3 separate regions of the Zea mays genome follow, and all the other regions are linked to region 3. Evidence: chromatin contacts called from public Hi-C data. All regions are on one chromosome and are shown on one strand. The core of a region is the stretch at or near the end of the contact, and the rest is flanking DNA. Distances in the headings are between cores, read along the strand shown. Region 1 has its middle 71 kb from the start of LOC541683. Region 2 has its middle 45 kb from the start of LOC100191305. Region 3 has its middle 32 kb from the start of LOC100191670.

Region 1 (3,771 bases), core at 289-2,788, 290 kb before region 3:
CGTGATCGCCGCTAGGGGGCCATTGGGCGTCGCCGCTTTGGGTGACCAAGCGAGGAAGACGTACAGTTATCGTCCGATATTGATTAAATGGCTCGGATTAGAAGAGGGTACCGGTTCAGTCCGGGGCTATTTCGGTCATTGATCGACGAGTGTACGTGTAAGATTAAATTCCGGTATTACGAATCATGGATGTCGATCTGTGATCGTAGGGCCTATATTGCGTACCGATTCGGGAGAGGGCAAGTTTAATCCTGACCTCTGGCTGATGATCCGACGGCTAGAAATTTCCCATACCGCTTTGTCTAGTACAATTTACTAAAGAGTCTCTGCCTATTTTAGAAATCAACCCGCAGTCCACCTAAAGCCTAAGAAGCTTGCCAGCGGGCCCAAGTTTTTGTAAGACTAACCCTGTGCTCTTAGACAATCGTACCTGTGGTCTAGGAATTAATAAATAATCATATAATTTGTTCTAAAATTGATTTGCGAGTACAAACACAACTTTAAAACTTAGTTAATTCATAACTTGGGTGTTTTAACTCTGTTTGCTTCCGTTCCAATTGCGTTAGCTTTATAAGAATATTGGCTACACAGTAACAACATAATTTATACCTTATCACATATCTTTATATTTAGATATTGTATGACCTATATCTATTAGATTTATTGCGCTTGAAAATAGTGTTTTAATCTATAACTCTGTCATTGTAACTTCGATTTTAGTCGTTCTCGAACCTACGATCTCGTAGAAACACGTAGAACATTATTACGCAGTTGTTCTCATGTTTTATGTGATCTTAATTTCTCCTATGCACATTGCTTGTTTATATTGTTGCGAGTAGACGGGCAAGTGACCGAGGAGCCCGAAGCATAGCAGGTGAAAAATACTGAGTAGGAGCTCGTTGAAGGCAAGTTGTGCCCTTGATTACTCTTCTTTACCCAATAATGTTTCTGTAAAACATAACACCGTATCAATAGGCCGACTCAGACTCATTTCGACTCAGCTTGTTGTTTGAGCGAGCCACAAAAATAGGCTCGGCTCGGGCTCGATCAGGCTCCGATCCTATCAAGCTCGATTCAGCACGCGAGCCCTGACTTTTTTCCAGCCCTATTCGCAGTGCAGTTGAAAACTAATCGACTTTATTTGCAGCCGGTAAATATGGCACACCACCACACTAAAGATGTTTTTCGTTTGAGGTCAAAGTAGGATGAGGCGGAGATGACACCGTGCTCTCGATTTTTAGATCACACCGCCAAAAAAATTACTCTGACGCTTACACGTAAGTGACGTAACTATTATCAAACATTATAAAAACAGTGGGCACATTCTTCTATCACTCTTTATAAATATAAACTAAAACGGTCAATCAAACAAGGACCCACTGACCCGGTGCCCTGATCAGAGGTAGTGGGTGCATGGGGCCACTTCTCAGTTCTGACAGGTGTGCGTCCAGTGAGGCAGCCCTCTTTCTAGGTGGCCATCACCGAGGGGCTTCCTGCAGGTCGTACGGAGGCAGTCAACGGCGCGGACCGCCATGTCATTGGTGGCTGCTGTCCTACGTGGCTCGCACTGCTGTTGCCACCTCTTCTCTCCTCCCGCCATGCTCTGATGCTCCTGCCTTCTCTCTCCCACCTCCGCTTCGTAATTCGTGTTCGCAATCACCTCTCTCCTCTTTTATTGACCTCTGGAGTATTTTTAATTATTTCCTGCATGCCGCTCACAGTCGCCTCGTCCCGCACACGCATCACCCTTTTGCATGGCCGGAGCTCCCTTCTAACCGGGTAATAGCCTGCACCCTCGCTCTCCTCCATGCCAGCCAAGCTCGATCCTCTCTCTCTACAAGCACAGACACTGCCTCTCCACCGTTGGAACACACGTCGGGAGACGGGAGGTAGACGACAGTGCAGCAGTGCGGCCGTCCTGATGCGCGGGCCCTCCTTCACGCGGCTCCCGCCTGTCAGAGTCCACGTGCTGCGTGATCGCATGCATGCATGCGCGTTTGCTTTGCTTCTACTTGTAGTATCAGCACAGCTGGGCGATCGAGACGAGCTAGAGGGGAGAACTACGAGAAACAAGTTGGGAGACACGGATGGGATCTTCTGGTGGCTGCTTGTGGTCGGAGACTCTACCGTTGACACTGCGTTTGACCGTCGTGTCCCGGCGAAGCCTTGCCTCGCTCGTTCCGTCCGCTACCTCCTGTTCATCCTTTCTATCGATTCTCCATAGGTGTTCGTCATTTCTTGCAGCAGCTGGTAGCTGCACCTCTCTTGATTGGATCCTCCTTTCTCTCGATCACCCTTTCTCTTGTCTATGCACATTGGAAAGGTTATGCGCATTGTACTTTGCATTGCATCACCTGCCTCCCCCAATAATTATAATCTCTTCATCTCAAAATAAATACACATTTCACATGCTTGAAAAAGCTAACACATATAATTATATAAATAATTCTTGTAGTAACTCAATTTAAAAAAATTATAAACAATAATATTGTTTCTTATAAATTTAGTTAAATTTAAGATTGATTGATCTCTCAAAGTACGAGATGTACATTTAATTTTAGACAGAGGGAGCATGCTATTTTTTACTTAAAACTATAGAAAACATATTATTAATACTTGTATTATATTTATTATGAAAATATATTCTATCGAGTTATTTAACGATACATGTTACATAAAAGCATAACAGTATATTTTCTATATACTTCTGGCTTCCCATATTATTTGTGATTTTAGCTTTGACATGAGAACTCGGAACGATGAGTAAAAAAGTTCTAGAGCACAAGAAACTAAATCGAAAGAGATATTAGGAAAAACTATATTATGAGACGTGTTTCACATTCAGATTTCTAGAAAAAATGTTTCTCTCATGATTAAGAATCGTTTGGCTAGTTCGCTGGATTCTTGAAACTACGACAACTAGAATTACGAGAGGCCATATGAAATCTCTAAGTATGGTTTTGGTAATAGAAATAACTAGTAGACCAATTTTTGCTCTAGTGTTATGAATGAGATAGTTTAATATAAGGTTGAGCAAGATTGACAACCATGAAAATGATAATGATATCCACAAAGCATGATCAAGTGCTCAACAGGGAAATAGGATGGGTATAATCAAAATGCAAGGGTTCAAGTTAGGGCCTTTTTATTTTACCTATCAAGATGTAACAGAATGCTTATCAGATTCAGGTTAGATGGTCGCACTATTAAAATGAGGATCTAATTAGACAACTCGGTCACTAGTGCCACTACGGGTTGAAATCATATACATTGCATATGGGCCTGAGCGACACATGATAACAAATAGAAATGTTTAATGAAAATACTTTGAAAAGCTAATTATGCTCTAGTACGTATGGTAAAATATTTGAGGCTTAGCCCGCTTGAGAATAGTTGAAAAAAAATGCTCTCGGTGCAGTTTTTTAGATGGCACCTGATATGTCTAGTCAGAGCATTATACATGGCACCGGATGCCAAGTCGACTTGTACATGCACAATTTTAAGTCGACCACTATGGTGTCTGATGTCCATCAAATATGATGCACTGGACATGTACAATGAGGTACGAGTTGGTCCACCGGATATGACACTTAAAGATCATGTCAAACATACTTTTTAGCTTTATAATACATTGACCGTATTTGTTGTGGCAGCAGATACCACACTAGACATGACACTCATAGAGCATGTTAAACACCATTTTTAGTTGTATAATGCATCATACATGTCTATTGTGGCACTAGATACCAAGCCAGATATGACACTTAAAAA
Region 2 (4,081 bases), core at 869-3,368, 380 kb before region 3:
AGGTCCGTGGGACAGGGACTCGCGCCTCAGGTTTTCCCAGCCGATGGAAGCCCGACGCTGCCCGCCCGGCCGCTGGCGCCTGTGAACGTCACCACGCCACCGCCAGGGAGCGCCAGCAAATCAGCACACCACCGTACCGCGCGCACCCCCAGGCCCCAGCGCAGGCCATAGACCCATATCTATACCTACCTGCCTGCCGCAGAATCTAATGCATGCAACGAAGCACGGCATCGCAATCGATCGGCGCAAGTTGGCGACGCAGATCAAACTGTTTGCTGATGCTGGGATCTGTTGAATGGCTAGTACTATGGTCACTCGCACGACATGAATTCACAACGAACAGTTAATGTTATCTATCCATCATTTTTATGTGTATGATGATTCAGAAGAGATCATCGATCCACCTCAATTACAGTACAGTAATTGATGATGAGTAGTGCTTGGCAATGCCGTCGACAGTATGTGCTGCTAGCTAGGGTGTCCTCCTATCCTATACGTAGTTCTTCAGGCCGGCCCCGGGTTTTACGAAGTGCGGCGTTGTCGCAGGAGACACGCATGGCATGGGAGAGCCCGTCCGGACCGGGCCGGGGCCCGACCCCCCTCAATATAGGAGCATGCAATGCAATAGGGCGGTCGGGTCGGAGACAGACACCGATGCGCTGCCACCCTGCCCTGCCGCTAGTACGTAGTATAGGGCGTACCATGTGTTGTATTTGCATGCATGTCGCCCGGCGGCCGGGGACCGAACATATACGAGGTTGCCGAGACACACACAGGCAGCCTCCGACAAACGCCTCTGGCGGCGCCCAAGCCACCGTAGCCGCGTGCCGCTCACGCGACCGCCATGCCGCATGCACCCCCATCTCTGCATGCCATTGCCATCTCACCCCCTCCCTGCATGGCTGCATGGCTGCCGCCGCCGTGCGCGTCCACGCCTAGCTAGCCGCTACAGTTCCGGCCACTATTGATGCTAGTAGGCTATGTTCCAGACTTCCAGGGCTCCTGCCCATCCAGTGACGCAAAGCTAGCTAGCTACATTCCATTCGAATTTCCATGCAGTTCAAAGCCACAAAACAAATGACGCCTCAATCTACACGATGTGCTGCCTTATATACTCCGTATCGTATACAAAAAATTAAAGGAAAATGGCACCTCTGCATGCTACGATCATACTAAGAATTAGAAAAAGAGACAGAGTAAATATAATCCAAAGGCGTGGTTGCATCAATGTGAACTATCTAACAACCCTGCCTAGTTGTTCACTCGCTAACCTACAGTACATGTGCATATGCTTTGTTCACCTAGCTCAGCACATAGCGCCAATGTGCTGAACGCAAGACTACAAAAACTACCGGTGCGGATCGAGCAAATAAAACTTGACAGTCCACACAGCCGAGCCGACAGCCCAGTAGATAGCTTCCTCTCCGCCCATGTCGTGGCGTGGTTGCAGCTTTCTCAACGTACTAGCTTTAGCTACAGCGCGCTTAACAGAGCGGTAAAACACACGCTCTGATCACCTAGCTCAGCACCTGCCTGCCCCTTCCCAAGTGTCCAGCTCTCCATGGCGTGGCATGCATGTCACCGTGCGCAGGCGGTGGATCTCGGATCGGAGCGGCCGAGACGAGGTCGAGCGCGCGATCGAGCTCTCTGGCGGCGACTCACTCACTCACTCCATTGTCACTTTGGACACACGGCGGGTCCGCGTCGTCGTCCAACCCGAAAACGATAGCGCCGCCAGAAATGGCGCGGCAAGACTTTGCCCGATATAGCTACTGTTTGCCGGCCACTTCGGACGGAGCAGCCGCCGGCAGGCCACAGTGCAAAAAACGATACGCATCGCATGCAGCCCCCGGGCTCATCAGCAGGTCATCTGGCCTGGCCGCCTGGCCTGGCCACTCGTCCAATTTTTTTTGTTGGCATGCACAACTGTGGCTGTGCGAATGCCGCTCGCCTGCAGCTGCTTGCATGCATGATGCGCGCACAGCTGCATCTGCATCTGCATCCATCACAAGCGTGAGCGCGCGCACGCACTGGGCGCAGTGCCGATGCCACCCAGCACCAGCAGCTCGCTTGCTGCTGCTCCTCCTGCCGTCCTGCGCGGTGCCCCCTGCCATGCTGCGAGGGACGGGGGGCCACTTCGGTCTGGCCCACCGGTACCCACTTCAGTTGTGTCATCGACCTCGCCTAGTCTTCTCAACCTGTCTGCGGAAAAGCAACCGCTAGCGCCTGGCCAAAAGATATCATAATCAATTAATGGACCGGATCTTTTCTGCTCCCAGAACGGCCCAAATGATTACGCATAATCCGGATGACTGTTTTGCTTTGGGAATTACCGACAGCCGATGCGCAGCGCAGCCGCAGACAGCAGGTTCCTTCTTTCTTTCGCCCGGAAAACAAAAATCAATGTTCAGAGACGGAACTTTATATAACCGCACTATATCATTGATGTCTCCACTTTACTTCCAGTGAAGCGAGTGAAAAAAGACGCCTCGACATTTTATGTGATGTGTTATAGTGAGGCATGCAACATAAGGTATCATACTTTCTCCGATACTCCGAAAGAAGGATGGAACCATAAATTTAAGATATCACATTATTTTATGTGATGTGTTATATAGTGATTCAAAAAAAAAGAATGCAATCAGCACACAAATTTTATTAGATTGATTGTAAATTATTTTTATAATAAATTGATTGAAAGCATAAATGTAAATATATGACTAAAAAGTTGGTTAGATGTAAATGATTTTAATTGAAACACAACCTATATGTTGGGATATGGACGATATCTGGGCATACCGGTCAGCGAGCACACGGACGAACCCCGCGACATCGAGCCTGGGGTCGGGCGTGGTGGAACCGGACACGGGGCCGAACGAGCCAAAGTCAAACCACTCTAGGCCCAAGACTGACCCATCATAAATGTTCGGCCGCATTTACTGTGTCTAGCGCCGAGCCACAGTGGAGGCTCTGGTCTGCCTCCCACTCATGACCTATGAACCCCTCAGGCCTAGAGCACTCATGACCTACGAGCCCTTGGACTGCAACACATTTATGGCTCGTGCATCCCCTGCTAGCGGCACACTCATATCCTATCGGGAGTAGGCCTGAGTGCGCAGGGCGCTAGCTGGACGCAACATGACGAAACGCACTGAGCCCCAGGCTATGACGGCCAGGGGTCGACATAACCCTAATGATGATGCTCGGGTCCCACGATGCCCGCACCGTCCACAATAAAGAATACGAGACAACCATGTGACCGCAAGCACGCGTGACTTTACCCTGTGGTAGGACGCTTTGTTTTGTCCATTACTAGGTGGCTCCTTCCTAAGGAAGCCACCGCTGGCTGACCCCCTCCTTAGCCTATAAAGGGAGGAGGTCGGCCGTCGGACATGAGAGAGTTCTCTGGGACAGAGGACGCACGCAAAGATCCCAGATGAGACGACACCCATAAGGACTAACGAACAGGAGGAGGACCTAGAGGCCAGAGCCCCACCGCCAAGCTAAGACTTAGCTAGGACTCCACTTTGTAACCACCTCCACCAAGAATAATACACTTGAGAGCCTCTCCTCGCTATCTTGCCTGCTTGTAACTCATACTACGAGCTTTGATCATCAATGGTGTCGGTAGCGCAAGCTGCCGATGACTGGATTTAGTGATGTTTTGCCCGAACGGGTATAAATCTTGCGCCCACCTTCCGGAGTCAAGAACACACACAATAAATTTACTTGTCGGTGCGAGGTTCGAAACACCGACAGCTGGCACACCAAGTAGGGGACTTGCTCGTTCCCGACGAAGCTTTTCAAGCTCCAGATGGCCAACCGTGAAGCCAATCATCTTCCCCAAACAACGATCCATTTTGGGAGCCTCGACTTCTCCTTCAACTGCGAAGGCAAAACGGCCAGGGCCCTAGAAGCCCGACCTCCTCCGTCGAGGAACCTCAGCACGACTGCGACGGCCGACGGTGGCCCTCGCAACGACTACACCCCAGTGTAACCATCCGACTCAGGAACCTCGATTTCATCATCAACCAGGAGAGTGATATGGTTAAAGCAGTGCCCACCTGGCCTCCTTCGCCCG
Region 3 (3,950 bases), core at 45-2,544:
CGTCTCATGCGGCGCACCGTTGCTCCAGCCAGTTGCTCCGTCCGGACGGTGGGGATGGATTGATGGATCGTGCGGGCAGAGCCAAGTCCAGGCTTCATTTATGTGCACGGGGACAAAAAGGCCCTGCGCTGCACGCTGCGCCGTAGTCTGTTCATCGCGTACTGGTACTAGTACTACTACCCTATATACGTAGCGCGCACAGGCAGCCCTGCCGGTGCCGCTAGCTAGGCCGGCAAGGGTGACACTACTACTACTCTCTCGCCTGTAGCAATACATGGCTCGCAGTAAGTACCGGTGCAGCAGCAGCAGATTGGAGCAGCTCTCTACTGAGAACCAAATAACCCCTATGCTACGGTGAAGAAAAGAGAGCCGATTTGCGCTTGCTAATCACTGGCGGGAGACCTGGAGTGCTATGCTATCTCAGCCAGGGTTTTGCTAGGGTAGGCGGGCAGCAGGCCCAGGCCAGGCCACACACCATGTGTGCGTGCTTCGAATGGATCGAAATCCAAATCCTTCTCGTCTTGCCACGCCCCGGCCGGGCTCTTGACCGGTGGGCAACTTGGAGAGCTCGCGGTCGATAGTTCTGCCAGCTTTCGAGTCGTTTTTGAGCTCCTGCCCTGGCTTTATATATGTTGTCAGCGGTCGCGTCTCCTGCACCAAAAGTGTCAGAGAATACTGCACAGGGCGCGCGGACACCCTTACCCAACTACCCAAGTGCTTCAATTCGTTCGGCCCAGCCCAACCAGCCCTCTGTGGCCAATGCAAACATGATGGAGCCACAAACAGTGAGTAAAAAAAAACTATACATCTACAAAACAGCGGCGGCACACGAATAACAAACATATCGTGAACACCCATGATAAAAAAAAAAGTAGTAAGTAACAAACAGCGGCGGCACACGAATCCGTCTAGTCAGTAGTCACGTCTGCTGGTATGCCGACCGCACTGTAGGCTCCTCCTCCTCCCTACGTGCAGCAGGATGACGCACCGGCACGGCCACGGGTTCCCACAGTGCTCACTACTGTGCCATGGTGGCTCGAGATTGATGGCAAGAATATCCTTGGATTTTTTTCCCCTTCTATAAACAGGAGATTGCGCAGTGCTACTATGCATAGCCAGCGTGGTGGTGAGCAGTGGGCAGGGCACACAGCCACACACGCACGCACACGGGGTTTGGCGGGCGGGCGGGCGGGTGCACGAGCACGGCGTACCAAACAAACAGTTGGGGATTGGACGCGACGCGACGCGACCTGCCCAACTCGGAACGCGGACCGATCCATGCTCGCGTTCGTGGCTTCCTGCCGCCTCTGCTCCCTTGCCCATGCCGCCATGCGGCTAGGGCTAGCACACCGGCACCGCACAGCATGTTAGGTTTGTAGTTGGACTGTCACTGTGAAAAAAGTTGCTGTGGCTATGAGCTGTGAAAAAAGTTACTGTAAGCTGTGAACTGCTAAAAAACTAAAAATCGTTTAGTGGAAACCACTAAAAGTCGCTAAAAATTCTTCCATATATATTTTCACAGTTCCACCTAAAAGCTGCAAAAAGTAGGTTTAGAGGTGGTTTCAGTTTTGCACTATAAGAAAGTCGGCTTTTAGAAAAAACTGTTTTCCAGATTCAGCCATTTAGTTTGAATTTTGGTTTTTAGGGGTCAAAAGCCAAATCAAACACATCCTAAACCCTGTTGCCGTTATCGGGCCGTGACTTCTACGGTGCAATGCAAGACGGGCCATGCATAAAATATCTGCAGGAGATCCAGCCCGGTCCATCAGAAGGAAGTGAGCGCGGCCGACGTAGACGCCGCCGCTTTCTTGCTGTTCCGGCCCGATTGTGCAGATGCGAAAGGAGGTTCCATTCAACCGAGGGCAGGAAAGGAGCCCATCCGTGGCCCGTGGTAGAATCTATCCATACAGGTTCTAAGTCTCACATAACCTAATTAAATAAAGGCAACGTATCCTGTGTAAAAGGTTCTCGTGTGTAAACATGCTAAAACGTCTTAACAACCTTTGGATCCAGAATCAAAGGCTAATCTTAATCCCACCTGATAATCTTGTGTTTTTTTCTAAAGAACCCCCTCCTGGTAATCTGGTGCGGTGGCGGTTAGGTGGGATTAAAATTAGCCTTTGATTCTGGATCCAAAGGTTGTTAAGGCGTTTTAGCATGTTTACACACGAGAACCTTTTACACAGGATACGTTGCCTTAAATAAATTTCATCGTAAGAAATTTAACTAGTTAAACTAGACTCAGACTACACAGGTTTTATATAATGTTATGAAAAAAATTAAAAAATCTCCATTAACAATAATGTGAGGTCATCTATATAGGCGGATATATAAAATAGCTAACCTACTAAAGATGCTCTAACTCATGTCCAGATGCTATTATTCCATGTAGATTACTACCTCCATTCATAAATATTGTTATCGTTGATTTTTTTTCTCGAAAACTTTGATGCAATTCCTATGTTGCATTTTTTATCTTACTCGGCTACTCAATATCTAGACCTATCTGATGCAATTCTCGCGGTGGCTCCACCAGGGTCTCTCAAAATGGAGCGGACGCGCCAAAGGCTCATGCGAGGAGCTCTTCTAGCCCACTCGAGCGAGAGAAATAAACTTTCTTTCTTGTGCTCCATACTATGATATTCGTGACAATTAAAATTTATTAGGTTTGACGATATTGTATAAAATAGTACAAATATTTATAGCTTCAAATAAATTTATTTTAAAAATATACTTAATAATTAACTTATGTACGAACGCATGGTTGATATATGCCCATATGTGTCAATTGGTGATGGAGATTGTCACAAGATGATCGAGCTCTAGTTGAGTTTGGAGATTAACCATGTCGTGAGGTGATGTTGTGTAGTGTGTCTCTTGGTTCAGTTGGTGTGTAAGTGTGGAACACAGTGTTAATCGATAAAATGGTGAAAGTCAAGAGGGTTTATGCTAATGTACTGGAAGTGGTAAAGGACATACGATGTAACACCCTATTCTTTATTCTAAAAATTTTAATTAATTGATCAGATTTGTAGAATCCAAACCAAAAAAATTGTAACATATAAACATTGTATTGTTGCATTTATGTTGTTACATGGTTTCAGCGTGTACTTATAAGTATGCTTAGCCTTGATTTATCCAGTCAAACAGGAGATTAATGATTATATGCTCAGAGATAATCATGATTAGAATGCAATGGATCTTTAGGGAAAATTCCATTAGCATGGGTCTATATATTCAAAGGGGCACACGTGCTAGGTTGAAGAGACGTCTTACAATCTAATTGTCATTGTCTCTCTCTCTCTCTGATTCTGAGAGCCTAAGCCATCGTTGCATTCCATCTTGTTGCATGCATGGTGCTAACATAACGACGTCGCAATGTTTCATCCCCATACATGTGGATATCCTAGAGACACCGATCTAGTGTTGATTGATAACGAAAGTGAGGAGCACGAGTGAACATGTCATTGTTGCTAGTACGCAAGCATATATAACTACTTTCACTAGATTATAGTGCTCTTTCCCGCTACGTTACATATCTAGCGTGGTAGCGATCCATAATCCTCTACCCATATGTTATTTTAGTTGAACGTGCTAGGTATGATAGTAAGCATACTCATTTTTCCTTCATGTGATATATATATCGATCTTAATGCAATAGAAGGTTTATACACTCTGGACGCCCTAATAAAATCTATGTTCCACTTGGATTAAGTCGTTTATACCGCTCTATTCATTAGAGCTTAAAATTTCAACTAGTACTAAGATGAATTTGATACTCAATATATGCTAAATGTCAACATATACATATTCTTGATAACGTTTGACATACCTATTAGCACATGAACTTTAGATTCAATGATATTTTAGTTGTTAACTATTAGTATAGTACATTTAGACCTAGTCTTTCGTTACCTTCTGATCAAAGACGATCCATAAATATAATTTTT

The links. Hi-C and Micro-C count contacts between places; a contact is called where the count stands out from the background.
Region 1: a Hi-C map of ear shows a contact between it and region 3, with 2.4 times the contacts expected there. The contact joins two enhancer-like sites. A contact is called at or near these places in 3 of 25 Hi-C or Micro-C datasets (ear, endosperm and tassel).
Region 2: a Hi-C map of ear shows a contact between it and region 3, with 3 times the contacts expected there. The contact joins two enhancer-like sites. A contact is called at or near these places in 12 of 25 Hi-C or Micro-C datasets (bundle sheath, ear, endosperm and 6 more) and 1 of 3 datasets of contacts at active chromatin or transcription factors (leaf).

The regions. Positions count from the first base shown.
Region 1 is chr3:169,798,788-169,802,558 of Zm-B73-REFERENCE-NAM-5.0, forward strand. No RefSeq gene overlaps it. Among protein-coding and RNA genes, the nearest start is that of LOC541683, 71 kb to the right of the region's middle. Within about 2 kb of position 1,539, at least 14 of the 20 cell types and tissues checked have an H3K27ac peak or open chromatin away from gene starts, as enhancers often do. A contact at or near this core is called in ear and tassel, where this site is marked.
Region 2 is chr3:169,706,928-169,711,008 of Zm-B73-REFERENCE-NAM-5.0, forward strand. No RefSeq gene overlaps it. Among protein-coding and RNA genes, the nearest start is that of LOC100191305, 45 kb to the left of the region's middle. Within about 2 kb of position 2,119, at least 11 of the 20 cell types and tissues checked have an H3K27ac peak or open chromatin away from gene starts, as enhancers often do. A contact at or near this core is called in ear, endosperm, seedling and 1 more, where this site is marked.
Region 3 is chr3:170,091,952-170,095,901 of Zm-B73-REFERENCE-NAM-5.0, forward strand. No RefSeq gene overlaps it. Among protein-coding and RNA genes, the nearest start is that of LOC100191670, 32 kb to the right of the region's middle. Within about 2 kb of position 1,295, at least 19 of the 20 cell types and tissues checked have an H3K27ac peak or open chromatin away from gene starts, as enhancers often do. A contact at or near this core is called in ear, endosperm, seedling and 1 more, where this site is marked.